Regions from separate parts of the Zea mays genome. Here regions 1 and 3 are each linked to region 2. Evidence: chromatin contacts called from public Hi-C and HiChIP or PLAC-seq data. All regions are on one chromosome and are shown on one strand. Each heading gives the region's core, a stretch centred on a gene start, on an enhancer-like site or on the middle of the called end of the contact. The rest is flanking DNA. Distances are from core to core; before and after follow the strand shown.

What was found. Hi-C and Micro-C count contacts between places; a contact is called where the count stands out from the background. HiChIP or PLAC-seq counts read pairs in DNA pulled down with a chosen protein or histone mark.
Region 1: a contact with region 2 is called in a Hi-C map of bundle sheath, with 4 times the contacts expected there. The contact joins the promoter of LOC100276521 here to the enhancer-like site in region 2. A contact is called at or near these places in 3 of 25 Hi-C or Micro-C datasets (bundle sheath, ear and tassel).
Region 3: a contact with region 2 is called in an H3K4me3 HiChIP or PLAC-seq map of leaf, with 8 times the contacts expected there. The contact joins the promoter of LOC100282150 here to the enhancer-like site in region 2. A contact is called at or near these places in 9 of 25 Hi-C or Micro-C datasets (bundle sheath, ear, leaf and 2 more) and 1 of 3 datasets of contacts at active chromatin or transcription factors (leaf).

Annotation. Positions count from the first base shown.
Region 1 is chr4:22,443,575-22,446,274 of Zm-B73-REFERENCE-NAM-5.0, forward strand. LOC100276521 reads left to right here and starts at 1,289. Exons shown (of 3, transcript NM_001150287.1): 1 at 1,289-1,470; 2 at 2,361-2,635. The coding sequence starts at 1,351.
Region 2 is chr4:22,621,080-22,623,779 of Zm-B73-REFERENCE-NAM-5.0, forward strand. No RefSeq gene overlaps it. Among protein-coding and RNA genes, the nearest start is that of LOC103652935, 16 kb to the right of the region's middle. Within about 2 kb of position 1,287, at least 19 of the 20 cell types and tissues checked have an H3K27ac peak or open chromatin away from gene starts, as enhancers often do. A contact at or near this core is called in bundle sheath, ear, leaf and 1 more, where this site is marked.
Region 3 is chr4:22,829,344-22,832,043 of Zm-B73-REFERENCE-NAM-5.0, forward strand. LOC100282150 (adenosylhomocysteinase) reads left to right here and starts at 1,339. Exons shown (of 3, transcript NM_001155062.2): 1 at 1,339-2,094. The coding sequence starts at 1,384.

The DNA.
Region 1 (2,700 bases), core at 39-2,538, 180 kb before region 2:
GACAATGATATCAAGCTTACCCTTTAACTGATTGTACAAATTTCTCAAAGGCTCATGGGTAAGACCTCTAGGTCTACTGCATGCCCTAGTTGACTTTGACAACAAGAGAGCATTCAGAAGAAAAAAAATGCTCACTTTCAGATTTCCATCAAGATTAATCATCCGCCCGACTCTCTAATTCACACAGAGGCTTAGTAGCTAGTGTCAATGCTATGTACCTATGTATCTCATTGCATGGAAAGCAATCCAAAGGAGATGAGGTACACCAAGCATGCTACACGAGAAGACTAGGGTCTGGTTTGAGTACTCTAGTATTGACTCTAATCCATATGTATTGATTTGAATTGTGGTGTAACTTAAACTAATTTACACCCAATCCACCTCAATACATGTGGATTGGGGTCAATACTAGAGTATCCAAACAAAGCCTAAGGCCTTGTTTGGATACTCTAGTAATGAGTGGGATTGGAGTGGATTAAGATGTATTGAGAGCGTATTTGATCTATTTGGGATTTGCACCCTCTCCAATCCCTTCGAAACACTCCAATCCCAAAGTATCCAAACTAGGCCTAAGGGGTGTTTAAATACACTAGAACTAATAGTTAGTTAGTTGACTAAAAAATTGCTAGTGAAATTAGCTAACTAACTATTAACTAATTTACTAAAAATAACTAATAGTTGAATGGATGTTTGGATGTCTATAGCTAATTTTAGCAACTAACTATTAGCTTTAGTGCATTCAAAGGTCAAGCAAATCTTGCACGACTAAATGCACGGTCTACTAAGCACAACCTTAATAAACTAAGATATTAAGCTTGGAATTTGACATTCTATTACTTTACAAAATTTAGAAGTTTATTTTAAATTTATACGGTGTATGATGGAAATTGATTGTATAGATCAATGTTGTATTTCTAATCTGCAATTTCTAGCATGCTCCTGGACTTCCCTCCAGCGGAAATCCAGTACATAAATACCTCTATTGTAACTAATGATAGCATATAAATATATTATACATATTATCGTATTCATATTAACTTTATATATATATATATATTAACTTAATATATATATATATATACAAACAATAATTATTAAAATTGATTTCAGTTCCATGATCTCACATTATCTCGTCGTGCGGGAGCCAACCAATCGCGACCACTTGGTCCACCCCACTCTGCTCACCACATGCGCGGAACACGCCACCGCTTGTGGTTTCACGCGAGCGCACCCAGGCCAGCAGTGCGCCCCGCTGATTCCTCTCCGGCCGTCCCGACGTTATCCAACTCCTGAACACCTCTCTCTCGCCACCTCACCTGAACACCTGCTCGCCCCACCCATTCCCTCCGCATGGCCGGCCTCCGCCCTCGCGCCGCCGTAGCTTCGAATTGCCTCCGACCGGCAATTCGGCGAGGCGCCCGTCACGCATCGGGGGCAGCGTTTGGATACTACACCTGCTGGCAGCTACAGGTTCTTTTCTGATTTTTACAGCTTATGTAGCTCTGAAATTGGAAGTGAGTTAGTGAATTCGTGTATAGTCAGGAGGCGATGTCGCTACCTATGGACATGGACTTGGGAACGCGGCTTTTATTTTTGTTGTGTGTGTAGCGTTATTGGTGGGTTTGGTAACGGTTCTTGGGGTTCTTGAGCCTGTAAAGTTTTTCAAGGTAGGGTTTAATCTAACCAAGCAGGAGAAGGATTACCTGAATAGTCTTTTCATCTATAGAGTTCATCTTGCAAATTGCAATTTGTCAACTTCATTTTGGGAAGGCAATTGGTTGGTAGAGTTGACGGTTTACATGGGATCGATATCATGTTCGAATTAAAATTCAGCAGTAGAGAAATTTAGTCAACATTCTTGTTTTTCATTTGATCCTAGTACTACCTCATCAACCTTTTCGCAAATATAAGTCAATACTCTGGTATTTTCTTGTATTTTTTCGCTAAACCAAGCCATTTAAAACAGAGTACAAACTTTTTGCCTGATTTATGGAACAAAAGACACATTTGCTGTGCAATTTCCCAACTAGGCAACTACAGTATAATAATGACTGATCTACTTGTTCTAGCTGTGTGATTCATATGAATCAGAAGTCGGAAGTCTATCTTGTTTCAAGACTGATCTTTAAAGTTAGTATACCTTCCTTTTCCAAAAACAAAAAACAAGTTGTTCTAACTTCTAAGTAACTAGCATAAGCTGCATAACTTTAGTCCAAATATAAGTTTCAGAAATTTTAATTCCAAAAACATTCCATTGTTTAGCTGATAATTATTTTGAGTCACTCTTATAAATCTGCAACTTTGATGTTTAATCTGCTTACATTATTATGAAATAGTTCCTTGTCAACATCAAAACGCAGGGAAATATTTTGAATTGGAGATCTATATCCGCAACTAAAAAGCTCTGGAGTACAGTAGCTAGTGCAAAGCCTGATGATTCTAAATTTGAAAGTGTGGATGCACCACTTGAGCCCCAAACATGTGAAGGCAGCTTCTTGTGTGGTCTGTTGAAGAACCTGCCACACATTTTTCTAGCTGCAGCAGCAAAGCAGTTGCAAGAACTGTCTTACCAAAGAGAAGAGAGCTTAAAACGCTGGGAGCATAGTATTGGTTCTAAAGAGGATTGCCTTCACAGGTTGGTACTTAATCTCTGATTTAAGTGTTAGGAAACATGATGTCTTAGGGGATGTGCTTTTATTG
Region 2 (2,700 bases), core at 37-2,536:
TATATACACTACTAAAATATGTTTCAAATTCATATAATAATACTTATATGGTAAAATAAATATAAATATTTTTTAGTAAACTTGATCAAAGTTAAGATAGTTTGGTATAAAATCAAATTAAAATATTAAGTTTCTAGGAGGTAGTTAACATCGAATAATTTAATCTAAAAGACAATGCAATAAAGATGGTAGCCAGTTCTCTTGTATTTCAACAAAACCTGATCATCTAAAATGTGACCCGAACCCGATTCGTTAACTCGAATTGTTTTATTTAAAAATTAGCGGGCAGCCTATTATGCATGTGTCCGGCAGAAAAATAGGCCTGACAGGTACCGTGGGTGCTAGTATATGCATGAAATTTCAACCCAAAATGAATCCAGGTTTATCTGTTCAATGGTACTGGTACCTTAAGGTCAGTGTCATATTTTAAAATATAAGACTTATCAATCTGTTAAAGCTGGACTAAACTTCTAGTTTTTTTTATTGTTAGGCACTAGCATGTGCATTTTCAAAGAAAACCCACTAGGACATAAACGGTGAGAACACGGGCTTTAAAATAGAAGAGAATAGCAAGTGACTAGGACTCGAGAGCAGGAAAAAAAATCTCTGAATACCAGATCACATTTATGGCCTGCAGATTTGTATCCGGTAGTGTCTAAGAGATTTTTTTTTCTTAGGGAGCACCGTCCACAAGTGCACACCAATAGTCAATTGGCAAGGTTTTGACTATTGGCAAGGTTTAGAAGGGTTTGGTAGCTTTAGGGGGTGTTTGATTGCTCCTGCTAAAGTTTAGCCCGGGTCACATCAATCGTTTGACTTTTAAATAGGAGTATGAAATATAGACCCAACCAACTGGACTAGATTCGTCTCGTCTTTTAATCTTCGGCTGACAAATTAGTTTTATAATCTGACTACATTTAATACCCGGAACGGAGGTTCAAACATTCGATGGGACAGGAGCTAAATTTTAGCGGGGTGTAACCAAACACCCCCTTAGTCACTCCGATAAACTTTAGGAGCTAAACTTTAGTTTCTGAAAATTTTGTTTGGAATACCTAATTTAGTCGTCCTATTTGGTAGTTTATGAACTAAAAGTGACTAGACTTTAGTCAGTAAATTATTGGTGTCATGGTGTGAACCAAAGAACCTCTTACCAAGCTTTCGCTGTAAGCTTCTTTTTTTTTCCCTTCATATTTGGTCAAAGGGTGAAGGATCGATCCATGGTATACTCCTACCAGAAAACAGTGTGATTTACGCCGACAGCGTGAAGAAACGTATCCTGATGCGTAAGCCCAAGTGGCCACCAACTGACTTATGTGCGGGGGAGGCCGAGCTGTCATGTTGGGCCGATTTCAGACCTACTAAAAGCTAGGAACTTTGAGCCTCGAATGAACTGAACTACAGTAATATAAATGGGAAAAAAGGGAGGAATATGATTATGATAACGTCGTCTAAATTAGGTACGCATGAATATGTTACTGCTAGTACAAAGGTAACTCGAGAAATTTGGAAAAACAAACGTGCTGCGATTGCGAAAAACGTCTAGGCGCACGTATGGCCGAAACTGGGCATGTATGTATGGTCGAAAAGATCGGGTCGGGTCCCCCCTTTCACCATCCCCCCGTCCCCGAGTAGGTAGGTGCCAGGGCGAGCCACTAGTCGCGACTCGCGCGGGCGGTAGGTGAAGCCAGATCCGCGCGGTACGCCGGTAGACCCTCCATTGCCGTGGGGCCCACGGGACACTGGCCTACCATACCACACCAGCGGGCAGCGGAAAGCCGCCCCCACCTACCGTGACGAGGACACAGACAGCCGCGCATGCATCTACAGATCTACTCGGCCCACCGCGGCCGTCGCCGTCGCCGTCGCGGTCGGCATCGAGACGTGCCGGATGCATCTGCTCCACGTGACAGCGGACTGACCACGCCCGCCCGTCGCCGTCCGGACGTGGCCGCTACCCGCCCGCTCCACCAACCGCTACTACTCCAGCCCAGACTGGGACTGGGCTGGGAGTGGGAGAAACTGCAACGGGGGCTGGCTTTCCGCGCGCGCGTTTGCGTTGCGTTGCGTCACGAGCGGGCGGGTGGTGGAGAGCAATAATGGTGGTCAGCAATTATGAGTTGGCAAGGTAGTGGAGGGCGTGTTGGAGTGGAGTGGAGTGGAGTGGAGCTACACCTGCTCTTCGGTGGCACTAGGAGAGTATAATAGGAGTATATGGTTCTGGACCAGAAAGCTTCGGCACCACCAAAATATCTGGTCCGGTTCCAACACGTGAATCATCACCCCGTCCTCAACTCATACCGTGTTTTGGCTGTTGGCGTTTGGCGGAGTAGTGCAGTTCGGCAGTTCGGGCAGAGGCCAGACCGCGCAGAGACAGCCGGCTATGGCTAAATGGATCGTGTCTAATAGATCTTGTTCGACTCACAGTCTATTTAGACCTTGTTCGTTTACGTCGGATTGCACCCGGAATCGTTCAAAGGCCCTGTTCGTTTGTATCGGATTGCACCCGGAATCGTTCCGTTTAAACAAAGTTTATATAAATTAGAGAAGAAATCCGGTTAGAAATCGTTCTGACCCACCAATCCGGTGGAAACGAACAAGCCCTAATCAAAGTTTATATAAATTAGAGAAGCAATCCGGCTAGGAATCGTTCCGACCCACCAATCCGGCACAAACGAACAAGGCCTTAGTAGTTTTGAT
Region 3 (2,700 bases), core at 89-2,588, 210 kb after region 2:
GTGCATAGTTCTATGCTCAAGGAACATTTGACGAAAGTCCAACAAAGGTTTAAACATTATGCTGATATGAGAAGGTTGCCTAGGGATTTCAAATTGAAGAAGAGGTGTTGCTCAAGTTATAGCCTACACACAACAGTCTGTGGTTAGCAAACAATGTCCAAAGTTTTCTTTTCGATATTTTGGACCATACAAGGTGTTGGAGAAAATTGGGAAGTGGCTTACAAGTTGGATCTACCAGCAGACTCTCAAATACACCTAGTGTTTCATGTGTCACAGCTAAAGCCCTTTGTGCCTCGTTATACACCGGTGTTCAAGAACCTTCCTGCTATGGTGGATCTAGAGAATGTTGAGCCAGGTAAAGTGCTAGACCGAAGATTGGTTAAGAAGGGGAATGCAACCATTACTCAGGTTCTGGTTAGGTGGACCAGTCCATCTCCAGATCTTGCAACATGGGAAGATTACCATGTCTTGAAGGCTCGTTTTCTAGCTGTTCTTGCTTGAGGAGAAGCAAGATTTGAAGGGGGATGTAAGGCCTGGTGATATTGCTACCTTTTGGTGTTAGGGTTTGGGTAGTATTTTGATAATATTTTGTTTGTAATCCATTAGTGGAATAATGACCGGTTTCTAGAAGTAGAAAGGGGTATTACACTATCGTGGTAGTAGGTGAGTTCATCCGTCCAATCTGTGCCACTGGAAGAGAGGACAGGGAGGAGTGGAGGTGCGACGACCAATGGTGGTGGCGGCGACGGCTGGAAGAGGAGAGCAAGGAGAATGAGAGAGGATGAAGCATGAATCGGGCTGTGTGACGGGAGAGCAGGTATTTTTAATTGGACCACTGTTTATTTTGAGAAATCGGAGGGTGTTTTTGCGAACCAAGTCTCGAGATGTGTCAGTATATGTATAACGTGTTTGGTTTGAGGAATAAGTTAGTCTATTATCTTCTCACTCCTCACTTTCTTGTTTGGTTTGTAAAATATAATGGTTTTATCCGTCACTATTTCCTTTATTTGGTAATAATTAGTGATAATTAAAAAAATAAGTTCATTTCACTAAATTTATAAAATAAACTCATAATGCACGAACTTATATAAAATAGATTGATTCCATCATTGGTCACCAATGTCTCAGATCCGCGCATCTCACCTGACGTCTTCACCCACCAACGGCACTCCGGTATGGCGACTCACCAACCCCCCACCAATCCCCCGCCCAGATCCGACGGCCGCTAATCGCCGCGTCCGCAAACCAACGGTCTGGCGCCGTCGTCTCTTCCCATAAAACCCTCCCCACCCCTGCCTCCCAACCGCGCCGTCTTCTCCCTCACTCCCGTTCCATTTCCCCATCTCCCAGATCCAATTCGCGAGTTCTCCCTCCTCTGCCGCCATGGCGCTCTCTGTGGAGAAGACCTCGTCTGGACGGGAGTACAAGGTCAAGGATCTCTCGCAGGCGGACTTCGGCCGCCTCGAGATTGAGCTGGCCGAGGTCGAAATGCCCGGCCTCATGGCGTGCCGCGCCGAGTTCGGCCCGTCCAAGCCCTTCGCCGGCGCTAGGATCTCGGGGTCTCTCCACATGACCATCCAGACCGCCGTCCTCATCGAGACCCTCACCGCGCTCGGCGCCGAGGTCCGCTGGTGCTCCTGCAACATCTTCTCCACGCAGGACCACGCCGCCGCCGCCATCGCGCGCGACTCGGCCGCCGTGTTCGCCTGGAAGGGGGAGACCCTCGAGGAGTACTGGTGGTGCACCGAGCGCTGCCTCGACTGGGGCGAGGCGGGCGGCCCCGACCTCATCGTCGACGACGGCGGCGACGCCACGCTGCTCATCCACGAGGGTGTCAAGGCCGAGGAGGATTACGAGAAGACCGGCAAGATCCCCGACCCGGAGTCCACCGACAACGCTGAGTTCAAGATCGTGCTCACCATCATCCGCGACGGGCTCAAGGCTGACCCCAAGAAGTACCGCAAGATGAAGGAGAGGCTTGTCGGCGTCTCTGAGGAGACCACCACGGGTGTCAAGAGGCTCTACCAGATGCAGGAGACCGGCGCCCTCCTCTTCCCTGCCATTAACGTCAACGATTCCGTCACCAAGAGCAAGGTGATTCTTGCTTGCCTTTCTTTGGATCCATTTCCTTTCAGATCTGACGTTCTTGTTGTGTGGATCTAGATCCTGCATGACTAGCAGTGTGAGATTTACTTGTTTATTGATGCCGCTGCTTTATATCTCAGTATCTCACTGCTATGGTTAAACTCTTGTGTATCTTCAGATTCGGCTGCTAGACGTTCTTGTTTATTGGTTGCTAGATGGTTAGTAATTTTTACCTAGTATTTGGATCTTCAGATCTCTGTTAGACAGGACCTGATTTTTGGGATTGATTGTAGAAGGCGAAGCATCTCGGGATATTTTAGGTCTTTTTTGTGTAGCCAGATTCGGCTGCTGTTATATGTTTGGTTCCAGTTACTTGACCTAAATCGCATTGTTGTTGTTGTGGATTTAGCGTTTCTCATTGTTGTTGTTTTCTGTTGGATCTGGATCCTGGTCTATGGTGTTGCTTATCTATCGGTCAAAATAAAAATTATTGTTAGCTACTTCAAATATTTTATACGTGTTTGGTCCATGTGATGTGTTTTGCATGTTTGGTGGATTTGACGACACTATGTCATCATAGCTAATAATTTCTTGCACCCTGTTTACTTAGTCTGT